2 separate regions of the Xenopus tropicalis genome follow, and region 2 is linked to region 1. Evidence: chromatin contacts called from public Hi-C data. All regions are on one chromosome and are shown on one strand. The core of a region is the stretch at or near the end of the contact, and the rest is flanking DNA. Distances in the headings are between cores, read along the strand shown.

Region 1 (5,282 bases), core at 1,811-4,310:
TATAGGGACCCATGCCTGGGCTACCAGGGAGCATGTGTGTCATGGGAGCAGGTGGGCTGCTTTAACAGAGACCCCCATCCGGACTGACTTGCTCAGCTGTGAGGCAGGACAGCTCTGAAGGTCAACTGAAACAGTTACAAGAATGACATTGTATGGCTGCCTGACATTACCCATCTGACCCGCGAGGCTCCCATTTTACCACTCTTGTCTTACGAGCAATAAATCATCAGGGGCCTTTGTTAGCGGCCTGTGCTCAGCCGTCCTGAGTCTGACTCCAATGCTCTTTCTAAACACCGGCAAACGACTTATAAAAGATTTAACAGTAAAGGGCTACCAGCCATATGAGCTGAGCAGACCCCATTATGCACAGACACCTCGAAAGACCCCCTTCTTGATCCCCCTAAAAGCAGTAAGCAATGGTTGTGTCTGATGTTTAAGTGCGATCCTAATTAACAACGTTAAGTAGAAATGCTACTGACATAAGTGACATGAAGATGGAGAATTGATATTATGGGATGCTACTCCTAGGAAGTCATTACCGAAGAACTGGTAGATGAAAGGAAGCTCAAGTGCAATATGAATAAAGTATAATAATAAGTGAACAGCCCCTGAAGTAGAAGTTTCTTTATATATAAATGATAATTAATGCTACTTGAAGTTTGGGTGAAATAGGGGACACCCCCCCCACAAGGCCAGAGCTGGGCCAAGGACCTTTGGCACCCAAGGCAAGGGTGTTGATCTGCTCTGCACCCAACTAACAAGAAGATGTTGAGGACAGGTAGCTGGTCTAATGATGAGCCACTCAAATAGCCCTCTGTTATGTATACCTTAATAAACATAATTTCTGAAATTGTTCCTCCCCACTATCCCCAAAATGGTTGTACCCTAGGTAGGTGCCCCTGCTGCCCTTAGTTTTGTCTCTAATAAAGGTCCATGAATGGCCATACCAGCAGTATTACATTACATGAGTGCCTCCTCTACCCAACCTACCCCTTCAGGGGAACTGCATCAACTGCTGTTGTTAAAAAAAACTTCCCATAATCCACTTGCAACTGGATGAAGGAGGATATAGAGTAACAATAGATGGAGCAGATTGGCCCTTGCTGTAAATACTTTTTTAATGGAATGGTTACTACTGGGGAACATGAAAAGACATTGATTGTGGAAGTGCCTCTATGCCTGGTTGCAGGTTCTTAACTTCAGGAAGGCTAAGACCATTGGTCACTATGGCTAAGCAGAGGTGTAACTTTCAGCCCCCACAAAAAAATGATTTAATGGGGCCTTTTATCGTGTCCGGTGTTGCCTCTGCCCATTCATGCATGTAGTGATAGTGCAGGCATAGGGTGGAAGAGAAAAACCTGATATTATTATAAAAGATCTACCCAGCTCTTTAGATGGCCCCACACTGCAGCAGGTCACTTGGTCCGCTCCATTGTGGCCGTGTTTAGCTTATATTTGGATTGTACCATTGTATACCAGTGGTTGATAAAGAATATTACTTACCAGGTGTAAACAAGGCTATGGCTTTCAAACAGGAGTATTCTGCAGAGTCAACGTGAAGTGCCTTCAGCTTTTCCACCTGCTCCTGAAAGACTCGAATATGGTCCATAAAGGCCACCACACGGTCGGCAGACATTGGCGATGCATGGAGGCCAGCGGCTGCCAACAGGGGCGCCACATGGAGGGGCATGGAGCACTGTGCTGCATTAAGAACAAACAGCTCACTCCACGTCATACGGAGGAGGGACACTTGGTCAGAGAGCTGGAAGTCAGGAAAGAAAGGAATGTTCTTGGCCCACTCAATAGCGCTGAAGAGTAGGCGGGCCGCCAACTCGCAGATGTTTTCGATGCCCATGATGTTGTTCGGCTGTAGGCACTGGGCTCCATACCGTGAGGTCGGGTATGGCTCAGCTCGGAGAAGCAAGGAGATGAATCCCGTTAGGTACGAGTGCCCATTGTAAGGGTCAACGTTGTTCAGAGTATACTGGCCTGGGCTGGTTTGTGGGTGAGACATCCGACCGCGCTGGACTGCTGTGAAGAAGAAAACAAAGTGTGGATCACTATTCGGGTTCAGCAAAGTCTGACACATTGGGATATGGACAACAATCATTCCATGGTGGGGCAACATTACTGTCGCCATCTTGTTCCTTTATACCCATCCCTGTGTGTCAGCCATATCTTCTTATACAATAACCCATGTAAGATCTACATTGCTTCCTCTGCCATGGAGAAATGAAAATGAATGCATTGTTTCTCAGTAAAACCGAGACCCCAATCGCCAGCAATAAAACTAAGCACATAGGTATGAAATTATACTTTAAATTCTTGACTTTTCAATAAAATTTCTTCTTATGGCCACTAGAGGGCCTTTGCACCAAAACTGCCTTACTATTAAAATTATAATGAAATTAAAATCTAATATCAACCAAATTGATTCCACTGCCAGTTCCGACTAATAGCTTTACGTTAGAAATGGTTTCAATTGATTAAAGGGGATGTAAACCCATAAAACAAAGTCATTGTAAGCAACTTTCCAATCTACCTTAATGCAGCATTTTCACTGGTTTCAAAGGTGTTTGTTAAGGCTATTGTTATTGAAACCAGTGTTTATCTGTTGAAACAATGCAGTAGAAGCCAGCCATTACATGCTTCTTTCTAGAGCTGTTAACCCTGGCTGCTCCATTGGTAGAGTCAGAACCAGCAGTGCAGAGAATAAAATTGCTTAGTAATATTCCTTATAATATAAATCCTTATAATATAAATTCATTTCTCACTGGAAAGGAAAATTGGGAATTGCGGGTAGGCTAAAGTTGGGTGCGCTGGGGAAGGCTAATTAAAATAATGGACACTTGGATTTAAGTGGGGGCCAGACAGCTGTTCAGCCATCTAATTACAGAGGTGAATAGATCATAATTCTCCTGACATGTCTAAACAAGAGTATGAGAGTTATAACAGCCATCAACCACCCCCCCCAACCACTCAGCAGTTACGACTGCCGACATGCGCTTCACTATCTCCCACTCTGTACTTCACAGCCCGAGGGGCTTGGGGCAAGTTGGCTTAGGGCACTTGATTCTTAAGTGTCTGGATAACCATCTATCAGCAGAACTGGCTGTGAAATGCGTGGCCACTTAACCCAGGCAAAACAGAATATAACAAATGAGCCAGGGAACATACAGATAGCATGCAGATAGTGGGACCCCAGCGCTGCAAGGCAGTAATATGAGATTGTTTTCTTGCCTTAAATGGCCATAATACTGGGCAAAAAGAGTTTGCTGCTTATTTGTACTAAAGTTATTAAACTTTCACTGTAGTTACGACTGGCTGTCTGTCAATCATTATTGTTAACCAAACATATCTCTAGGTATCCCTGACATGTATATTTATATACTACTGACGGGATATACATGTAGTTATTGGCAGAGCCTGCGTTAGAGTGGAGGGGCCACTGTAAAAGAAAAACAAACCTGGGGCCCCCAACTGAATAACATACAGTGCTCTGGCTACTGCTAACTACAACTCCCAGCATCCCCTAACAAGCTGAAGCGGAACATCCCTGGTATACTCTCTTTATATATATGTGTAAAGTATATAGCACATTCGTACACAATTTTGTAGTATTACAAACATTTTATAGTCATTCTCCCATACTTTTCCCTGGGGAGTGACAAGCCAAATGCCCCTTTCTGCCCAAACATGATCTAATAATGTGTATATATATATATCACTCTCTCTATCTATAGATAGAGCTATATCAGTATGTCTCCCTCAGTCCAACCTCAATTCGTGCTTTTTATATTTTCCCTTAATTTCTAAAAGTCCTTAAATCCCATTAATGTAAACCAAAAGTGGTTCTATCCACCAATCCCTTATCTATCCATCTATCTATCTATCTATCTATCTATCGATCTATCATCTATCTATCTATCTATCTATCTATCTATCTATCGATCTATCATCTATCTATCTATCTATTATCTATCTATCTATTATCTATCTATCGATCTATCATCTATCTATCTATCTATCTATTATCTATCTATCTATTATCTATCTATCTATCTATCCAATCTATCTATCTATATCAATCTATCTATATATCTATCTCTCTACCTATCTGTCTGTCAACATATATCTGTCTACATGTCTCTGTAGCTATGTACATGTCTCGTTATCTGTCAACATGACATTGTATTTGTCTCCATGTTTCTATATTTATCAATCAACAGTTCTCTGTTTCTCTCTGTCCATCTATGTATATTAAGCATGCGCTGGCTACAGCCCAATTTTTCAATTTCGGGATTCTGATGGATCACAATTTCAATCCTCAAGTGGCTAAAACCCAGTTGTTAATGGTGTCAGGATCCAGGGAAATGTACCCTGCACAGGCAAATAACTAAATTACTGTATAGACAACAACAAGAGATCCTCTGCATCCATTATCAATATTTATATATATATATATATATATTTTGCAACCCTGCCTAACGGTGGAGCACAACTTTCCCTTTTTTGTTATAAATATGTGTGCCTTACAATTCGCAGTAGTAATTAAGGCTAGGAGGCTGCATGTTGGATAAAGCTCATATAAAGTCTTACTGAAGTACACTATGCCCCAGTTACAGCCCTTTCCCTGACACCATCTGGCCTTACCCTGCACACTAACCCGTAGTTACACCACCCTGCCTTACCCTGCACACTAACCCGTAGTTACACCACCTTGCCTTACCCTGCACACTAACCCGTAGTTACACCACCCTGCCTTACCCTGCACACTAACCCGTAGTTACACCACCTTGCCTTACCCTGCACACTAACCCGTAGTTACACCACCCTGCCTTACTCTGCACACTAACCCGTAGTTACACCACCTTGCCTTACTCTGCACACTAACCCGTAGTTACACCACCTTGCCTTACCCTGCACACTAACCCGTAGTTACACCACCTTGCCTTACCCTGCACACTAACCCGTAGTTACACCACCCTGCCTTACCCTGCACACTAACCCGTAGTTACACCACCTTGCCTTACCCTGCACACTAACCCGTAGTTACACCACCTTGCCTTACTCTGCACACTAACCCGTAGTTACACCACCTTGCCTTACCCTGCACACTAACCCGTAGTTACACCACCCTGCCTTACTCTGCACACTAACCCGTAGTTACACCACCCTGCCTTACCCTGCACACTAACCCGTAGTTACACCACCTTGCCTTACCCTGCACACTAACCCGTAGTTACACCACCCTGCCTTACTCTGCACACTAACCCGTAGTT
Region 2 (5,282 bases), core at 1,583-4,082, 40 kb after region 1:
ATTATAAGCTCTGTGGGGCAGAAATCTTCTTCCAGTGTCTGTTAATCATAAACACTTAATCTTGGATATAACTACATATACAGATATAGGACCTGTTATCCAGAATGCTCAGGACCAAGGGTATTCCGGATAAGGGGTCTTTGCGTAATTTGGATCTCCATATCTTAAGTCTACTAAAAAATCAATAAAACATTAATCAAACCCAATAGGATTATTTTGCATTCAACAAGGATTAATTATATCTTAGTTGGGATCAAGTACAGGTACTGTTTTATTATTACAGAGAAAAGGGAATCATTTAACCATGAAATAAACCCAATAGGGCTGTTCTGCCCCCAATAAGGGGTAATTATATCTTAGTTGGGATCAAGTACAGGTACTGTTTTATTATTACAGAGAAAAGGGAATCATTTAACCATTAAATAAACCCAATAGGGCTGTTCTGCCCCAATAAGGGGTAATTATATCTTAGTTGGGATCAAGTACAGGTACTGTTTTATTATTACAGAGAAAAGGGAATCATTTAACCATTAAATAAACCCAATAGGGCTGTTCTGCCCCCAATAAGGGGTAATTATATCTTAGTTGGGATCAAGTACAGGTACTGTTTTATTATTACAGAGAAAAAGGAAATCAATTTTAAAAATCTCAATTATTTGATTAAAATGGAGTCTATGGGAGACAGGCTTTCCGTAATTCGGATCTTTCTGGATAACGGGTTTCCGGATAACGGATCCCATACCTGTATTATATATTTATATCTGTTTTAATGTGTCGCTAATGAAACATTATTGATAATAGTATTAGGACTCAGAATGTTTGTGCCAGCATTATAAAAACCCACAGTAAGTAGCATATATTTGTGACCTATTCAAATGCAAACATCTGATTGGTTGCTATAGGCTACTAAGCTGGGTACAAACTTTGCAGAGTTGATCCCTTTACCCCCATAGTGCTTACAAATACCCTTTAATTAAACTGCATAGTAAACCATAGCTTACACTGGACATTGGGGAAGGCCCCAGGATGCACATACCTGATTTATGTGTTTTTTCCCTCCTCCCTATCTTCTATCCCTACCCAGGCAATTTACTGATGTTATGGCAAAGGGTCATTGCCCCCTGGCAACCATAAAGTGATTGTCCTGAGACTAATTTAGTGCAAGAAAGTGGTCTGAACCACAACCATCGTGCCCCAACTCACTCTCCCAGAGTCTTGGCTTTAGGAACTGTAATTTGAGAGCATTTCCCCCAATAAAATGTTGCCATACATGGGAGGATCTACTCTTTTGGAGAAGTCATCAAATTACCTTTGTCAGATTCGGTCACCAAGTGGTAATGACTATTGGAGTCATCCAATTCTTTTGTCCTTTAGCCAAGTATCAGCTCTTGGGGTTGTTGTATACAGACATGTTGGGTAAGGAGTGCATTCTTGATTGAGATCTTACCATGGGGTAATCATATATATGTTGGATAGGTCATAATTTGACCTATACACAGGCAACAGGCTGCCTAACAGTAGAAAAGTTAAAAATATTTGCCCTCCCATGGTAAAGCGAGCAGTCCAAATAGCAGGAAAGTGTCTCCCTCCATGTCCCAAAGTGCTTTCTACTGAAGTAGTTTGGGTACATACACCATGTATTATGTTATTACGTTGGAAATGTAACCTGTAGGAACCAATCATATGCTTCCTTTTTAATCATTCTAACCGTAGCAGACCAATAAAAGAAAACTGCTGTCTAGTTGCTACAGATTATTCCACTTGGACAACCTTGGTCTAAGTTACTACATCGTACCTACATCACACCACATGCTAGTTGCTACAGGTTATTCCACTTGTTCTAGGTTACTACATCACATCTACATCACACCACAAGTTTATTGTCATTGGTGAACCAACCAATGGCAGTATTTGATAACATGGAGCGACAACATCTATAGGAACTTAATTGGCTCCTTCAGTAACATATGATGATCATCTAAATGTTAAGGACGCTCGAGATGAATGAACTATTCACGGTCCTTCAGAGTCAGCTGCTGCGCTATAAATATTTTCAGGAACCTCATATATTTCTGAAACCTCCATTCTTGAAAGAGGAGAAACATTACTCAGTCTGCTTATTAAACATTTATCTAAGAAACTGAAACAAAACACTGAAATTTATAGTCTCAGTAGATCAGCCGCTTGGATAGAAAACAGTATTTCGGACCGTATAAATTTAGGGAATGGACGTGTTCATAAATCCAGCATGATGAAATAGGAGGGATGGTTCATCATCAAAGACTTGATGGTGTCTATGGAATCTTATTTAGAATGATTAAATACTCAACAAAGGAGTCTTTGAGAAGTTTTTCGCCTAGTTTTGGCCAACCAATACTTGGGCAATGGCTCCAGGGATACTTGGTAAGAAATCCCTAAAGGAAACCATATAAGTTTCACTGGAATTCTAGGGGGAAAATTAATCTATATTGTATATAATCTTGGAGGAGAACACCAAAACATAATGAACATTTCTTTGAGACAAAACAGAATTCTGCATTCTACTGTGGTTATAAAACAAAAGTCCTAACAAATACAGGGTTTAACTGAGCATAAAACCCCAATTATTACTGTGTCAGATAGAAAATAAAACCCTACCAACCAGAGTTTCCTTAATTATCTGCTGTTTAATGATATTTTAAAGTCCATTTTCTCTAATCCCTGAGACAATACTTTGTGCGCATTGTCGCCTTTCTCATTGTTTGGCTGCCGTTCATTATGAGGGCGAAGAGGCAAAATGAAGGCCTGGCTATCCCTTCACTTAATTGCCTGTCCGGGGCCCAGTAAGCTGCTGTATGGTCGATCAGCGTAGAGACTAAAGAGAAGGCTCCTGCCTCTGATCTCTCTCAGAGACCCCAGGGCTGTGTGAGTCAGCCAATTATGGCTGATTTGGCTTCAGAGTCATAAAAATCAAGTTAAACAGGTCAAGCGTTGGGGCCACAAAGCCTGAACACATTTCTGTTTAATAGCTCACTTAGGAATCACAGAGTTGGCTTCTTTGGAGATGGAGAGATAAGAGATCTACAAAAGAGAAACTTCTTGTAAAAAGCACACATATGCTCACGTACCTACAAATGCACTTTGTAACAGCGATAGTGCCTGCACCCCCAGGATTCTCTAACAATCATGGAGCTGTTTTTACGTGCATTGGTTCCTTGTTATGATGAAAGAAAATAAAAAGGGCACAATTAAAGAGATAATATATCCCCTACTGTAAAGTATAAGGATATTAGCAGTCACTGAGGGGTTCTGTGCCCATATAAAGGCACAAGGCTGCAGGCTGAGTTATACAGGGAACTCTGAGTATCACTCATGTATTATAAGGGATAATGTACCCCCTACTGTAAATGATAAGGATATTAGCAGTCACTGAGGGGTTCTGTGCCCATATAAAGGCACAAGGTTGCAGGCTGAGTTATACAGGGAACTCTGAGTATCACTCATGTATTATAAGGGATAATGTACCCCCTACTGTAAATGATAAGGATATTAGAAGTCACTGAGGGGTTCTGTGCCCATATAAAGGCACAAGGCTGCAGGCTGAGTTATACAGGGAACTCTGAGTATCACTCATGTATTATAAGGGATAATGTACCCCCTACTGTAAATGATAAGGATATTAGCAGTCACTGAGGGGTTCTGTGCCCATATAAAGGCACAAGGCTACAGGCTGAGTTATACAGGGAACTCTGAGTATCACTCATGTTTTATAAGGGATAATGTACCCCCTACTGTAAATGATAAGGATATTAGAGGTCACTAAGGGGTTTTCATATAAAGGCACAATGCCGCAGGCTGAGTTATACAGGAAAGCACCAATTATAATTGATCACTAAACACCTTTTATAAGGAATTTTATCGACAATATTTGTTTACATAGACACATTTCTGCATTATTCTGTTCAGGTATGTTATCATATACTCTTCTGTTTATCTTTATTAGGCAGAGCTCAGTTTAGTAATTGTATGACTGCTTTTTGCTCTAAAAACAGGAGTCTGATTATTTCTTAGCAGAGCCATCCTCATAGAGGCTCATTGTCTCCCGCTGTCAAAGGATTATTAGGGGAAGATCAGACCTCACTGTTGCTTGTAATAAAGCTGCCTTGGGGGATATCATTGGCAGAATGACAAAACAATCCTAGTAAGAATACGGCAATCAGACGGAACATCATGTTTAACAGTACTGCTATAAAAGAGACATCGGTTCTAACATATGAATACACCTTTTCTACACATAAAAAAATGTCAGCGAGGAGATGGCGGTGGTGAAAATGCAACATATTCTATTGTGGGGAGGTTGAGCTTTAGGTAGTAGACAGCCATGCAGGGAGAAGTGGCAGAATCTCAAGTACAGACACTTTCCCTTCATGCAGAGAGACTGCTAACAAGTCTCTTTAGAGACTCTTTTCACTGCACTCATATCTCTAACAAGGTGACCTCACTTAGCATATCAGAGGAGGAACAGTTAGGACACCAGGCAGCTTCCAAACCTTCTTGTTTAGCCTAATTACTTATCTTGTATAATAGAAGTCTATACTGCAGGAAGCTGACTCAACTCAAACCCAGAAATCAGTGGGTTTTTTTTAATATAATATAATTTGTGAGGACAAATGTCATTGTTTATACTCCAATATTGGGAAATTTGGACTGATACATCTGTGCATGTATGGGGGTCATCAGCCAAGCTGGAACCCCATGGGGGCCATAGGTCAGTGTGGCAATTTTAATATATTCTTCAGATTAGTTTAAATACTTGAGTTGTGTTAAGGTGGGCATACACATGAAGATCCGTTCGCTTGGCCACGTCTTCTCCTGATATCCCCACCTACGGGTGGCCAATATCGGGAGAATTTAGGCTAATTCAGTCGCTTGGCCCTGGGGCCAAACAATTGAATTAGAATGCCGAAATAGGTGCAGTCAGTTCGGGGACCGCTTCAACGAGCCGATGCGGTCCCCGATCCGACTAAATTTTTTAACCTGCCCTGATCGATATCTGCCCGATTTCAGGCCAGATGTCAGTCGGGCAGGCTGGTCGTTTGTGCAGCTACAATCGGCCCGTGTATGGCCACCTTTAGGGTGCCATTTTGCTATTGTAACAGCTTATTGCCCTAAGGTGGCCATACACGGGCCGATTGTAGCTGCTGATATCGGTCCCTTAGACAGATTTGGCAGCTAATCGGCCGTATAGGGGCACAAACGACGGGCATGCCCGACTGACATCTGGCCTCAAATCGGGCAGATAT

The links. A called contact is a pair of places that touch in the nucleus more often than the background predicts.
Region 2: a Hi-C map of neurula embryo shows a contact between it and region 1, with 1.5 times the contacts expected there. The contact joins two enhancer-like sites. A contact is called at or near these places in 2 of 5 Hi-C or Micro-C datasets (neurula embryo and tailbud embryo).

The regions. Positions count from the first base shown.
Region 1 is chr8:128,682,756-128,688,037 of UCB_Xtro_10.0, forward strand. It overlaps nr2f5 (nuclear receptor subfamily 2 group F member 5), which reads right to left. Exons shown (of 4, transcript XM_004917341.4): 3 at 1,504-2,028. Among named protein-coding and RNA genes, the nearest start is that of nr2f5, 12 kb to the right of the region's middle. Within about 2 kb of position 3,061, at least 5 of the 11 cell types and tissues checked have an H3K27ac peak or open chromatin away from gene starts, as enhancers often do. A contact at or near this core is called in neurula embryo, where this site is marked.
Region 2 is chr8:128,722,554-128,727,835 of UCB_Xtro_10.0, forward strand. No RefSeq gene overlaps it. Among named protein-coding and RNA genes, the nearest start is that of nr2f5, 28 kb to the left of the region's middle. Within about 2 kb of position 2,833, at least 2 of the 11 cell types and tissues checked have an H3K27ac peak or open chromatin away from gene starts, as enhancers often do. A contact at or near this core is called in neurula embryo, where this site is marked.